Regions from separate parts of the Salmo salar genome. Here region 1 is linked to region 2. The links are chromatin contacts, called in public Hi-C maps. All regions are on one chromosome and are shown on one strand. Each heading gives the region's core, a stretch centred on a gene start, on an enhancer-like site or on the middle of the called end of the contact. The rest is flanking DNA. Distances are from core to core; before and after follow the strand shown.

Region 1 (6,453 bases), core at 3,137-5,636, 40 kb before region 2:
CAACAGGAGCCACTAACCACATAGCCACTGCTAACCATAAGCTCTTGGGTTGGTCCTAATAGTGGAAACTGACCGTGTTTGGTTGGACATGTCAGGGATTTAGCCATGGTGCTAGTCTTCCGGGGGAAATTAGCTGTCTATAATATAGCTGTTACAGCCAACTTTAGCTTGGTTGCCTCTTCATAAAGGGCCTACCTGCACATGGAACAGATATTCCCACATTGAGCCAGGTGGTGAATGGTTCAGGGGGGGGGGGGGGGGTGGTGTTAAGATGTCAGCAGCTCAACAAGGAGTACCACAGATCGGCCTAGTAATCAACTGACTCACCCAGGCATGAGCCAAGAACAGGAGATGCACACAAAGACCAAAAACAAACTTGGCACTGGAATCGGATATGCACTACAGTAAACCAGGAAATTAACTTGAAGGGTTTAATCTGTCCTGATAAGTGTAGCGAACCAACGTAACACCACGAGACGAATCATAACCCACCGACTGACTGGGTTACATAACTGATTACAGAGGTTACTGGGGCTGTTTGTGTAGGAATTTGTGACCAGAGCCCGGCTGTCCCAACTCCATATATAAACACACACAGCTGCTACCTTTGAGAGGAAAGACTAAGCCAGGCACGCTGGCTTGTGTTCAGTGTGTGTCACAAACATGTCAGGGCAGAGTCCCGGGCATCCACCCCTCGTGCTGCTGGCACTGCCACCAACACAGGGTTACAGTGTCTGTCAGCTACAGCATTCTGCCTAGCTACAACACAGTCAGACAGTCACCTTCGCTGACAACAACCAACTCTCACCTCCTGCTCCATTATATTTAACACTGCAGGCCTATGCTGCCTAGTGACAAGTGAAAGCATGTGGGTTGGTACAATAGGAAAACAAAAATCAAGGCCAAGTTTACATTCTTTTAAATGTTTTTGTCATTTAGCAGACACTCATACAGAGCGCCTTACTGTAGTGAGTACATACAAGGATCGTAAAAAGTAGATACTGTTAAGGAAATAAGGTTGCAATCTACAAAGGCAATTGACCGCTGAAAACGTTGCCATTGCCTCACCTTTCAAAGTACATCAATTAATTGCATTGTAATGGCTGAGACTCAGTTTCTGCAGGGGAGTGATGTCACTCATTGAAGCTATGGTAAACCCTAACCAACTCACCAACCAAATCAAAAGCCACTTTCCTCATTTCCTCATCTAGTCATTACCAGATGGATTGGGATTCCCTTCCTTCCCACTTCCCAGTTGCTCCAAGGGCCAGAACAGGTCATAATGCCTCTGCCTAGATGATACTCCGGGAGGTGGAAACTGCATGAGGTCTAAAGGCTCACACGCCCTGTGGTTATCTCTGGGGCTATTATGTCTGAGCAGCCGGGCTAATGGGTTAAGCAAGTGTCGTAGTGGAGAGTCAACCATTACCCCTCTGGTCCAGTGTTCTCTCCCTCTCTGGTTCAAAACAAGAGCATATGTTAACTTTAAATGGATGGAGCAGCTACGTTTATTTACAGTCTCTCTCCTACACTCAAGACAGCAGGTGCCTCACGAAATATCCCTTTTTCTCAGTCCCCCTTTCCTCATTCGGCCATTGTGTGTGCTTAGTAAGGGGTGAGGTGAGGTCAGATTGTTTTACGGTCTTGACCTGAATAATTATGTAATTGTAAACCATCTTCTCTCTTAAGAGTTTCAAAGGGAGAGACTGACAAAAGAGCAGCGTATTAAAGTCTGTTGATTTATGAAAGGTAGCGTCTGGATGATAGTGTCCTGAACCTTTTGCTCCCATGACTGAGTCAGTTGTCAGTATTAGCCTGGAACTATCCCTTACTCAGATTGTTGTTAGCATTAGCATAGAACTCTCTGCTTAAAATCAGACTTGTGGAATGCAATAGATTTATTCTGTTTTTCTGGGTTTGGTATTAGCAAAAGCATGGGGCTAACAGCGATTACACATTTGTAGCATAGCATTGACACAACTCACTTTGCACATGTTATTAGCATTATAATAGCCTAGCTCCCTCAATCACTCTGGTGTGGTTGTTAGCAGTATAAGCCTAGCATAGCTCCCTCAGTGGCTTTGGGTGTGTTAGCATTTAGCACTGGGCCCAGCAAAGGCAATCTTGGCAGAGGTGGGATGGAGAAGGAGGGAGCGAGAGAGAGAGGGCGCCGGGGGCGTGTGACCTGCAGCTCCAGCTGCACTGACTCATCCCCGGCTGGGAACAGCCTCTCCATTTGTTCCTCTGAAAACAGCTTCTCTCCAAGCCCAGAGAGAGAGACAGAGGAGAGAGGGGAGAGAGAGGGGGAGAGAACCCGAGAGTAACAGGACAGAACCAGAGAGGAGGCAGGAGTGAGCATGGAGGAGGAGGGAGGGAGAGGAAAGGATTGGAGAGGGGAGAAGAGGTCAGGGTATTGATGATGCCATAACAAGATGGCCTGGTGACACTAACAAAGAACGGGGTCACATATTTTCAGGCCGGCCAGTCTGCAGACAGTGACTGCTTTTTTTCCAGACTAGGTCACTTGGAGGTGACATACGACCAAACCCCTCTCATATGGACTACATAGCCTAACCTAAGCCATAAAGAAACCATAAGCAGTCAGTAGTCCAAAGGGAAAAGACCAGGCAGAGACCAAACCCAGAGAGGTACAGTTGACGTCGGAAGTTTACATACACCTTAGCTAAATACATTTAAACTGTTTTTCACAATTCCTGACATTTAATCCTAGTAAAAAGTCCATCTCTTAGGTCAGTTCGGATCACCACTTTATTTTAAGAATGTGAAATGTCAGAATAATAGTAGAGTGACTTATTTCATCTTTTATTTCTTTCATCACATTCCCAGTGGGTCAGAAGTTTACATTCACTCAATTAGAATTTGGTAGCATTGGCTTTAAATTGTTTAACTTGGGTCAAATGTTTTGGGTAACCTTCCACAAGCTTCCCACAATAAGTTGGGTGAATTTTGGCCCATTCCTCCTGACAGAGCTGGTGTAACTGAGTCAGGTTTGTAAGCCTCCTTGCTCGCACACGCTTTTTCAGTTCTGCCCACAAATTTTCTATAGGATTGAGGTCAGGGCTTTGATGGCCATTCCAATACCTTGACTGTTGTCCTTAAGCCATTTTGCCACAACTTTGGAAGTATGCTTGGGGTCATTGTCCATTTGGAACACCCATTTGCAACCAAACTTTAACTTCCTGACTGATGTCTTGAGATGTTGCTTCAATATATCCACATAAATTCTCTTTCCTCATGATGCCATCTATTTTGTGAAGTGCACCAGTCCCTCCTGCAGCAGAGCACCCCCACAACATGATGCTGCCAGCCCGTGCTTCACGGTTGGGATGGTGTTCTTCGGCTTGCAAGCCTCCTCCTTTTTCCTCCAAACATAACGATGGTCATTATGGCCAAACAGTTCTATTTTTGTTTCATCAGACCAGAGGACATTTCTCCAAAAAGTACGATCTTTGTCCCCGTGTGCAGTTGCAAACCGTAGTCTTTTTTTTTTTTAAATGGCGGTTTTGGAGCAGTGGCTTCTTCCTTGCTGAGTGGCCTTTCAGGTTGTGTCGATATAGGACTTGTTTTACTGTGGATATATACTTTTGTACCCGTTTCCTCCAGCAGCTTCACAAGGTCCTTTGCTGTTGTTCTGGGATTGATTTGCACTTTTCAGCACCAAGGTAAGTTCATCTCTAGGAGACAGAACGCGTCTCCTTCCTGAGCGGTATGACGGCTGCGTGGTCCCATGGCGTTTATACTTGCGTACTATTGTTTGTACAGATGAACGTGGTACCTTCAGGCGTTTGGAAATTGCTCCCAAGGATGGACTTGTGGAGGTCTACAATTTTTTTTCTGAGGTCTTAGCTGATTTCTTTTGATTTTCCCATGATGTCAAGCAAAGAGGCACTGAGTTTGAAGCTAGGCCTTGAAATACATCCACAGGTACACCTCCAATTGACTCAAATGATGTCATTTAGCCTATCAGAAGCTTCTAAAGCAATTACATTTTCTGGAATTTAAGCTGTTTAAAGGTAGTCAACTTAGTGTATGTAAACATATGACCCACTGGAATTGTGATACAGTGAATTACAAGTGAAATAATCTGTCTGTGTACAACGGTTGGAAAAATGACTTGTGTCATGCACAAAGTAGATGTCCTAACCGACTTGCCAAAACTATTGTTTGTTAACAAGAAATTTGTGGAGTGGTTGAAAAACGAGTTTTAATGACTCCAACCGACGTGTATGTAAACTTCTGACTTCAACTACATCTCTAGCCCTGAGTAAGAGTAGAAGCTTCTGTTCCAGCCATGTGTTGTGGTGAATAGAGTGGAGTCTTGTGGGAGAGAGGCAGCCAGGGAGAAAGGAGCTAGTTGAGGCGTCAGGTGCGGTAACCGGAGAACGAAGCGTTCTTCAGCTGCCACCCCCCCCCATTCGACAACAACCTCCTCTCAGCTCTGCCTGTAAACCAAACTACTAACTTGTTCCCCTCTCCCTCCCGCTCCCTCTACCTTGAACAAACAGGTCTGTTTGTTCTCAAGTCGGGTTCCGCTCCAGCACCAGGATAGAAAAAGATGAGGAAAACCCACAGAACACATCCACGGTGTACGCACGTCATTGGCCATTCTTATTAACAACCACACAGCGATACGCTGCAGTCATCTCTCACACGTTGGTTGGTTTGCCTCTGATTACACTTTGCTTTTCCAGACTGAACGCATGAACTGTTCTTTGAGAGGTCCCACAAACAAAGACGGTGCCGTGCAAACGCAGGTCATTTCAACAGAATAACCCTCATTGAGATCTTGTTTGCCCAGCAAGCATGTGTTCTAATCAAGTGCGTTTCAGAGCATATGTAGCCTAGATTCTATTGGGCATTCCAGGTAGTGGAGCATTTGTTGTCTTTCTTATAGATCTGCTCATGCAGACAGGTAGGCCACAAAACTGTTTGTGCAACAGTGCTGGGAAAAGGTAAAGAGAGTGGGAGGAGCCATTCTGGAACTTTTCCTGTTCCGTGTTCATGACAGACGCGAGACGCATTCAGTTGCAATACTATTGGCTCTGGCATTCGTCATAATGCTGTCCTCTTTAAAAGCTCAGTGTTGCAACAGGTATACAAGTCAAGCCTTCCAGTAATGACTTGGGAGAAGCCAATAAAAACACAGAACTGCTGGAAATAGTATTAGTAGAACTAGACGTGAAAGCACTAGTGAGAATCAACCCCCACTACCAGATAAGGATAAACGGTTTTATATTTTTTTTTATTGTGAAATAGCTCTCTGCTTACTCAAAAATGTCCTGAAACCAACCACACATTCAGAATGACGCCGCAGTCCAACGTCAGGGCTTATAAACAAATGCAATCGCGTACACCGTTGTGGTACTCCAAGCCAATCAGCAAGGACCCCAAGGCCGTCCCAAACAATGCCCGTTCTTAAAGTAGAGTATTAGAGCTCGTCAGAGGTTTTGGCGCTCGCGGCCTTGGTGATGAGGTCTGGAGAGAGAGGGAGGTTGGGGGCACAAAAGCCTCTCTATGCTTAGCCCAGTAGCTTGCATAAATCAGTCTTTGTTTTCTGGGCATGTCTAAGATTCTTGCTGCTAAACAGCTATTTTTACATCCTCATAGGCCACAAGAGATATGGCGGTCAACGAAGGCCAGTTGACGCTCGAGCAGTGTGTATGCCCAGGCGTCATCCCCCTCCCCCGCTGGAGGGAAAGGGGACTTCCATCTGCAGGCAGGCAGACCTGAGGTCCAGCTGCCTGGAGACTGGTGGTCAGTGGTCAGTCCCTTCTCCTGTTATTCACTGCCATCAACATGTGACCTGGGATCAGCTTTCTCTGCCAGCAACTATCACTTTAATCACTAGCAACAACATAACAGGTCCTGGATCTGCTTTTAAAGGCAAATTGTGCACACAAAGACATGAGTATGGCACCTCTAGAGGTTTGGGGAAACAAAACAGAGTGATGATACTGGTGCTGATACATTGAACAGTGTTTTCACATAGTATTCTACTAGGGAAGGTAACTGTCAGTGTGTCGAAAGGCCATTGACAAACCACCCAACTGCCACAATGTGAGTTTATTCAAGGTTCCTCTTACGTGAGAAAAGGCCTGCCTTGTTTCTGTTCTAATCAGTGGGAGTCGGTATGTGTCCTAACAGTCCCCCCTGGCCAGACAGGAACCCAGGGAGAGAGAAGAGAGACAGAGGTACAGGGTGCGGGCCAGCCGCCCCTGCAGACAGACACACAGAGCCAGAGAATAAGAGAGAGAAGGAAAGAGGGAAAGAGAAAGAGCCACGCGGGGGCAGGAAATGAGGGCTGGGAGCTGGAGGAGCGATGGCAGTTTGAGACCGAGGAGCAATAGCAGTTTTCCCGCAAGCGGGAGAGAGACCGAACAGAGGGAAAATGGTCTCTGTGCTAGCATCTGGCTCTGTCCAACCTGGCACAGT
Region 2 (6,812 bases), core at 1,508-4,007:
CGGTCTCCCTGTGTCTTGGGAATAAGGAACTTTGGTCACTAAGTGTCATGTGATCAGTCTCCTGTCTCATCTGTTCCTGCTGTGGGAGGGCATGGTTACTGTATCACCATGGTTACTGTGTCACCACCACTAGCCATCCCATAATAACCCCTACACCCCCATGGCTGACTGTCACACTTCACAAGGACAGAGGGAGTGTTGAGCTCCGGGTGCCGATTGATCATGACTAGGGGCTGGACTTCTTATCCTGACCATGTGACCTGAACAGGAAACGCTCTGGGCCCTCGATGCAGGCTCTAGCATTGGGGCGGCAGGTAGCCTAGTGGTTAGAGCGTCGGGTCCTAGGCATGGGGAACAATGAACAGTTCTGTGCCGATTCAGATTGATCATAACATCAGTGGAGGACGGACAGAAGGAATGGTATTTGGCAGGCGATGCCTTGGTTCAGTATAGCCAACCAGAGACATTGGGAGAATCTCATTGCATCCTCCTCGCATCTTCCTCTTGATCCGCCTCCTTCTCAAAACCCATTGGTTGAGAAAGCCAGAGGTCCTTCGCCTCCAGTGGGTTTTGAGGCGGCGGCGAGGAGAGAGGACGCGAGGGGTATACAATCGAGATTCTCCCTGAGAGATCGGTTGAGGAGAACTGTGGTTGCTGTGAAAACATGTAGAGTGCAGGGCTGTCCAGTTCCTAATGCAAACATCAATAGAGATATCCAATAAGATAGATATCCAATAAGCCACAAATACAACACTTAACAGCCTTTTGGACACAGCAAGACTCTTTTAAAAATGGCAATTTGTGTCTCAGAGTTGTGGCGTGCAGTCTCTTTAATACGCCATCTTTGTAGATTGGAGCAAATACAACTGATAGAGGGCCCACGAATACAATGGCGATAGATGTTCTTTGGATAGATAACAGATCCAATATCATGGGAACTAATATAGAGCCAACTGATTCGCCCACTGATTCACACAGTAAAGAAAGGGGACATATACAGGGTGGCAATTTCATTATGGGTGTGAGAATGTTAATACTTTTCAGGTTAAAAACACAAAGGTCATGTAAGACTATCAACAATGACATCCAGCTTCCAAAGAAGTGTGTGATTTATAGAGAGACAACCATTATTTTGCATAATCATGTTCTAGCTATGCAACTGTGATTGAAATGTATTTTTTCATATTATTTGAATACTGTACTGATTTATATGGGCATACCTCCCTGTCTCGTAACTAGGCCGAGTCTCGAGTCTACATGGGACACTCTTCACACCACTTTTGATACAAAGTGATTTGTTGCAGGTTAGGAGAGGATTTTTGGTAACCTTAACCTCAGTCTCCTAACCTGCTGCGTAAGTTCTCCTAACCTGCTACAAAAAAATGTCACTTCGGTATCGAAGTGGCGTGGGAAGTGCGTTTCCCTAGTCTACATAGACTAGACTATGGAGAAGACGGAACATTCTCATTTCCTGTGACAACCAGGAACTGCTTTCAAAAGCATTCCTTTTAAGAACACAAGTCAATTGGAATTCATTCACGACATTGTGAGAGTTGTCAATGTGATCTGGTTGTTAGATCCGTACATTAGTCAAACCTACATTTAGGATTTTGACATTAAAGCTTGTGCTCAAACTATTATGCTATGACTAGACAAGACAAGCATTTCAGTTGCCTTGCCGTGGAATGCGAATGTTGCACAGTATGGGACCATTTTCATGAATGCTTTGAAATAGGCCCACTGTTGGAATTTGCATCAAATCACTGAAAAGGTCAACAGCATGCAGGCTGTCATCATAACAAGATGTAGCCTAGGAGGCCATTGTCACTTGACAATACTACAAAAGGATTTGAAATCCACTTCTTGCTATTCATGAATTGTCGATAGTTTTGTTGTAGCAAACACAGATTCGAGATGCTGCATAAACTTTGTGCAGCTGGGGGAAATAATCAGCGAGGCAACGTAGGCAAATTCGAAATAATCGAAAGTGTTACATTTGCATAGCTACACTGGAACCGCTCTGTGGTAACGATCCAAAACAAGATATGAATATGATCAAGCTTAGACTTACGTAACGTCTCAACTTTTTTTCTGGAGGAGATTTTCTTAACCAGCCCGAGCACACCACATCTCCCCCGCTCATCTTTCCTCCTTTCTTCCTCGCCGTCTGGATGTTTGGGCCGAGATTGTTTTGAGTGAACCTGCAAATATTGACAGGGAGCGGTCAATGGAGAAAAAAAAAAGCTGAAAAAAAAATTACAATGTCGCATTGGTTGAGATTTTACGAGTTGGGTAAGCGATAAATGCCGTCACACCTCCTAGTCTGCGCTGCGAGTCACCAACAGCGACTTTAAGACAGTCCTCTGAAATGTATCAACCACTTTTGTCAAGAAGTGTGTTAAATAGCCAAATTAAATCCCAAAGTGTCGTGCGTCCGTGGTTACCTTCTTCTGGATATGTTTCGTACTCCAAGCAGAATAGTTGCTTGCAAGTGAAACTCGCCGAGTTCGGCTTTCAGTGAAAGCGCTTTTATGCAATTCCTTCCAAAGTCGAACAAATATTTTTAAGCACACTAGGATACGTATTTTCCTCTCCTTTCCGACGCATAATTGTTTCACGGAAAGTACAGTGCCTTTTCACCCAAAAACGTAGCGTTTCACCGACCTTCCTCCCAGTTTCACTCCCTGTGGTTGCTAATTATGATTGACAGATCGGCAGCTCTGTGTTTTCCCTGAACTCAGCCTGACAGCCTCCTTTGGAACGCGCAGGCAGAGGGAGAGGCGGCGTGCAGGAAAAATTAACCAACATACCATGGGACATGTAGTTCTCAATTGTTTGGCGTTACTCCCCCCCCCAAAACAAATAACCGCATTTTGATAAATTATTTTTTGCATATGGTTAGTATAGATTTACACCCATCTGACTGAATACCGGGGGAAAAGATGGCTTTCTAATGACTGAACGAAATAACAAAGAAACTGCATTCCAGTGTTCAATGTAGGACCTCTCATACCATGCGCACGTGGAAACTACACTTACCACAATGCGCGCCATTTGTGCGCTCGAAGTCGTGCAACCTCGAGGACAGTGTAGAAATGACCGTACAATTAGAAAGTTGGCGATTTCCATTACATTATATCCATGTGTGTAAGTGTGAGCACCAAAACCAGAAACAACAACAACTCGAATAGGAATATTATAATTTCAGCAACAATAAATCAAACAGATCTCTTCATATGTTTTACCTTTATTTAACTAGGCAAGTCGGTTAAGAACACATTTTTATTTACAATGACTGCCGACGCTGGGCCAATTCTGCGGGTGCCCCATGGGACTCCGAATCACTGCCAGTTGTGATACAGCCTGGATTCGATCCATGGTGTCTGTAGTGACGCCCCTAGCAATGCAATACCTTAAACCCATGCACCACTCAGGAGCCCAAATTAATGAAATGTCTTTGTTGCTTCATTGCAAGAGTAGGCTATCCATCCCTTGAAGACTCTAGTGGTGTTGTTCTTCTAGACCCTGAGCCTGACTATTGGCAATTTGACAGAGATAAGTTCCCATGACGGTTAAAGTATCTGTGGAATCCTGGAATGTTATTGTAATGGTAAAAAGCTCTCCACTGTCTTTTGGCTATTAGCCTGTATTTGTAAGTGCGTCTATAATGTTTGACTGCCAATTTCTAATGGGTTTGAGCATAGTATACATGAAGGTCAATATTGTTGTGATTAACGAATAGTCAACTGATGTACCAAAACAAATATTAACTTTTCATATAACTTACTATTACAAATGAATAACTATTATTGTGCACAACAGCCACCACAGGGCGGCAGGTAGCCTAGTGGTTAGAGCATTGGACTAGTAATACAATGTATTAATCATATGCAGATTCACAACTAAGTACAGTCATGACCCACCCAGTTGTGAGTGAGACTTTACATTCTAATATTAATCAATTTAAACATTCACATAGCCATTCAAGATATTTGTCACAGCATAGCTCCATACAGCAGGCAAGCCCAACCAGTGAGGACAACAATTGAGTACATTTGTCAGTCTACCATCCATAATACTATTGCTCCTACTTGTCAATGTCTTCCAAAATACTATTCAGCCCGGGAGATCATTTTTCCTTTTTACTGTGTGCTCCTCAAGATGGGTCTATGACACCATAGACCTGAAAGAAAGATATTGCTGTGGTAAAAGTTGCTCTAGTCACTGGAATTTTGCTGAGCCATGCTAGTCACTGGGTTAACAGGAGCATAAATCCCAACTCCATGGTCCCCAATAGACTGAAATCGAAAAGGAGAGAGGAAGGGAGGGAGGGAGACAGAGAAAGCATTATGTTTATTAAATTACATTTTAAATGAGTGGTTCCAGAGTTCATGCTTTTGCAATGGACTTAAACTTTTATGAGAAAGGCATTAAAACCAATTGCATTTGACGTGCCATGGGTGGAGACCAACCACAGAAAAATAAAAACAATCAAAACAGGGATCAAACAATATGCTTTTGTGTTTGTGTGGGGATGTTAGCTGCTCATCAATTCATCTCACGTTGGTTTTTGCCTTCATTGTTGTCACATTGAAATCTCTGCAATAATAGAGGGGTTATAGCATCCATTTTAAAGCCCACCGCCACAATAATAGTATTTCATAACTTCAATTGAATTGAATTGTAGTGTACTTCATATGTTCCCAGAGGGAAGTTGTTTTGCCACCATGGCAGTAAATACAATAGACTGAAAAAGTTGCTCCTAAAAATTGCAGCCAGGCAAATCTACATACAATAGTGAAAAATTTTATAAATGCAACAATTTCAACGATTTTACTGAGTTACAGTTATAAGGGATATATAAGGAAATCATTCAATTGAAATAAATAAATTAGGCCCTAATCAAGCCATGGGTGGGCTTGAGAGGGCATAGGCCCACCCACTTGGGAGCCAGGCCCAGCCGACCAGAATTAGTTTTCCCCCACAAATGGGCTTTATTACAGACAGAAATACTCCTGTTTCATCAGCTGTCCGGGTGGCTGGTCTCAGACGATCCTGCAGGTGAAGAAGCTGGATGTGGAGGTCCTGGGCTGGCGTGGTTACACTTGTTCTGCGGTTGTGAGGCCGGTTGGACGCACTGCCAAATTGTCTAAAATTAGGTTGGAGGCAGCTTATGGTAGGGAAATTAACATTCAATTATATGGCAACAGCTCTGGTAGAGATTCCTTCAGTCAGCATGCCAATTGCACGCTCCCTCAAAACTTGAGACATTTGTGGCATTGCGTTAGAGTGACTTTTTATTGTCCCCAGCACAAGATGCATCTGTGTAATGATCATGCTGTTTAATCAGCTTCTTGATATGCCACACCTGTCAGGTGGATGGATGATCTTGGCAAAGGGGAAACGCTCACTAACAGGGATGTAAACAAATTTGTGCACAAAATTTGAGAGAAATAAGCTTTTTGTGAGTACGGAACATTTCTGGGATCTTGAAACATGGGACCAATACACTTTACATGTTGCATTTATATTTTTTTCAGTATATCTGAACCTGCTGATGAAGCTGCTCTGGTGCTATCAAAAAAAGGCCACACTTGATATCATACAACACTGAGTTGTATAACTTACAGTGAATGCCATTGCTCAATAAAACTTTTGATGTGTCCTTACAAAACTGTAGAAGTGAAACGCAAATGGATCAGTCAATTAATAATTGAGTGCCATTGATTTTTCCCAAATGCTTTTTGAGGCGATTACAGTGCTACTACTACAGTGTGTTGTAAACCTAATGGCAGGGATACCGAATAGCACAGAAATGCCCCATTTGCAAACCACAAGCTTGCATTGCTACATTACACATATTGGCTATGCCATTAGCAACAGCAAGTGTGCTGATAGGGTCAACCGTTGCATACCATTCTCTCCCATTTTCTATTCATGTAGTGCCACTATTGCAAGTCTGACTACTGTTTTAAGACCCATTACATAAAGATGCTTCTCGATCTCCTTTTGGAGAGGGTAAGGGTTCTATAACATGTCGGCCCCGTCTAAGAGGTTTTGGGTCAGTTTCCACTGGGTAAGGACACCTATCCTGGCTGGTAAGTTGAATGATGAGGCTTTCCCATGGAAGGTGTCTGACATCACCTTGAACTCTCCCTTCTGTTACTCCTATAATCTCTCTACTGGGTCATGTTCATTAGGGCACACCGTAACAAAACATTTCAAAATGTTGTGCAACGTAAAACAAAAATGTGCGTTTTTTTGTTAACGGACATGTTCAGATAGTACTTCCCCGTTTCAGAACGTTTTCCTCCATTTGGTGCCTAATGAACACGACCCATGGTATTATACGAGATTGTCAAGGAGGATGGATTTATTTCCTTCTTCCTGGACAGTCCTTCAGTCTTACTCAAACATATTCACCTATGGGCATAGAAGAGCACCGGTAATTGACCGAATGCCGGTACTGTGCATGAAAGACCTTGAGACGCCACAGCAGTGATAAACGCACCACACCTGAAGCAGGTGGTCTTGGCTACAGCTTCAAAGCCACTCTGCTCGGTCTTTGATCTACGGAAGGGAAAGGGGATACATAGTTAGCTGCACGACTGAATGCATTCAACTTGAAACATGTCTTCCGCATTTAACCCAACCCCTCTAAGTTATCTGATGAAATCACATCCACACTGGCAGAGGAAATGTTACCGCCACTGTAACTTAGCATGCCGTTCATCTGTATCACAGCAACAGACTTCATTAAATAGGAACACCACCCAAAGGTAAATGTCTGGACATTCAATCATTAACAGTGC

Evidence for each region. Hi-C and Micro-C count contacts between places; a contact is called where the count stands out from the background.
Region 1: a contact with region 2 is called in a Hi-C map of muscle, with 2.1 times the contacts expected there. The contact joins the enhancer-like site here to the promoter of gab1 in region 2. A contact is called at or near these places in 3 of 3 Hi-C or Micro-C datasets (blood, gill and muscle).

What each region holds. Positions count from the first base shown.
Region 1 is chrssa08:14,497,239-14,503,691 of Ssal_v3.1, reverse strand. The region is part of intron 2 of gab1 (GRB2-associated binding protein 1); the gene reads right to left. Among protein-coding and RNA genes, the nearest start is that of gab1, 41 kb to the right of the region's middle. Within about 2 kb of position 4,386, at least 1 of the 13 cell types and tissues checked has an H3K27ac peak or open chromatin away from gene starts, as enhancers often do. A contact at or near this core is called in muscle, where this site is marked.
Region 2 is chrssa08:14,455,435-14,462,246 of Ssal_v3.1, reverse strand. gab1 (GRB2-associated binding protein 1) reads right to left here and starts at 2,757. Exons shown (of 14, transcript XM_045722792.1): 1 at 2,445-2,757; 2 at 2,072-2,201. The coding sequence starts at 2,143.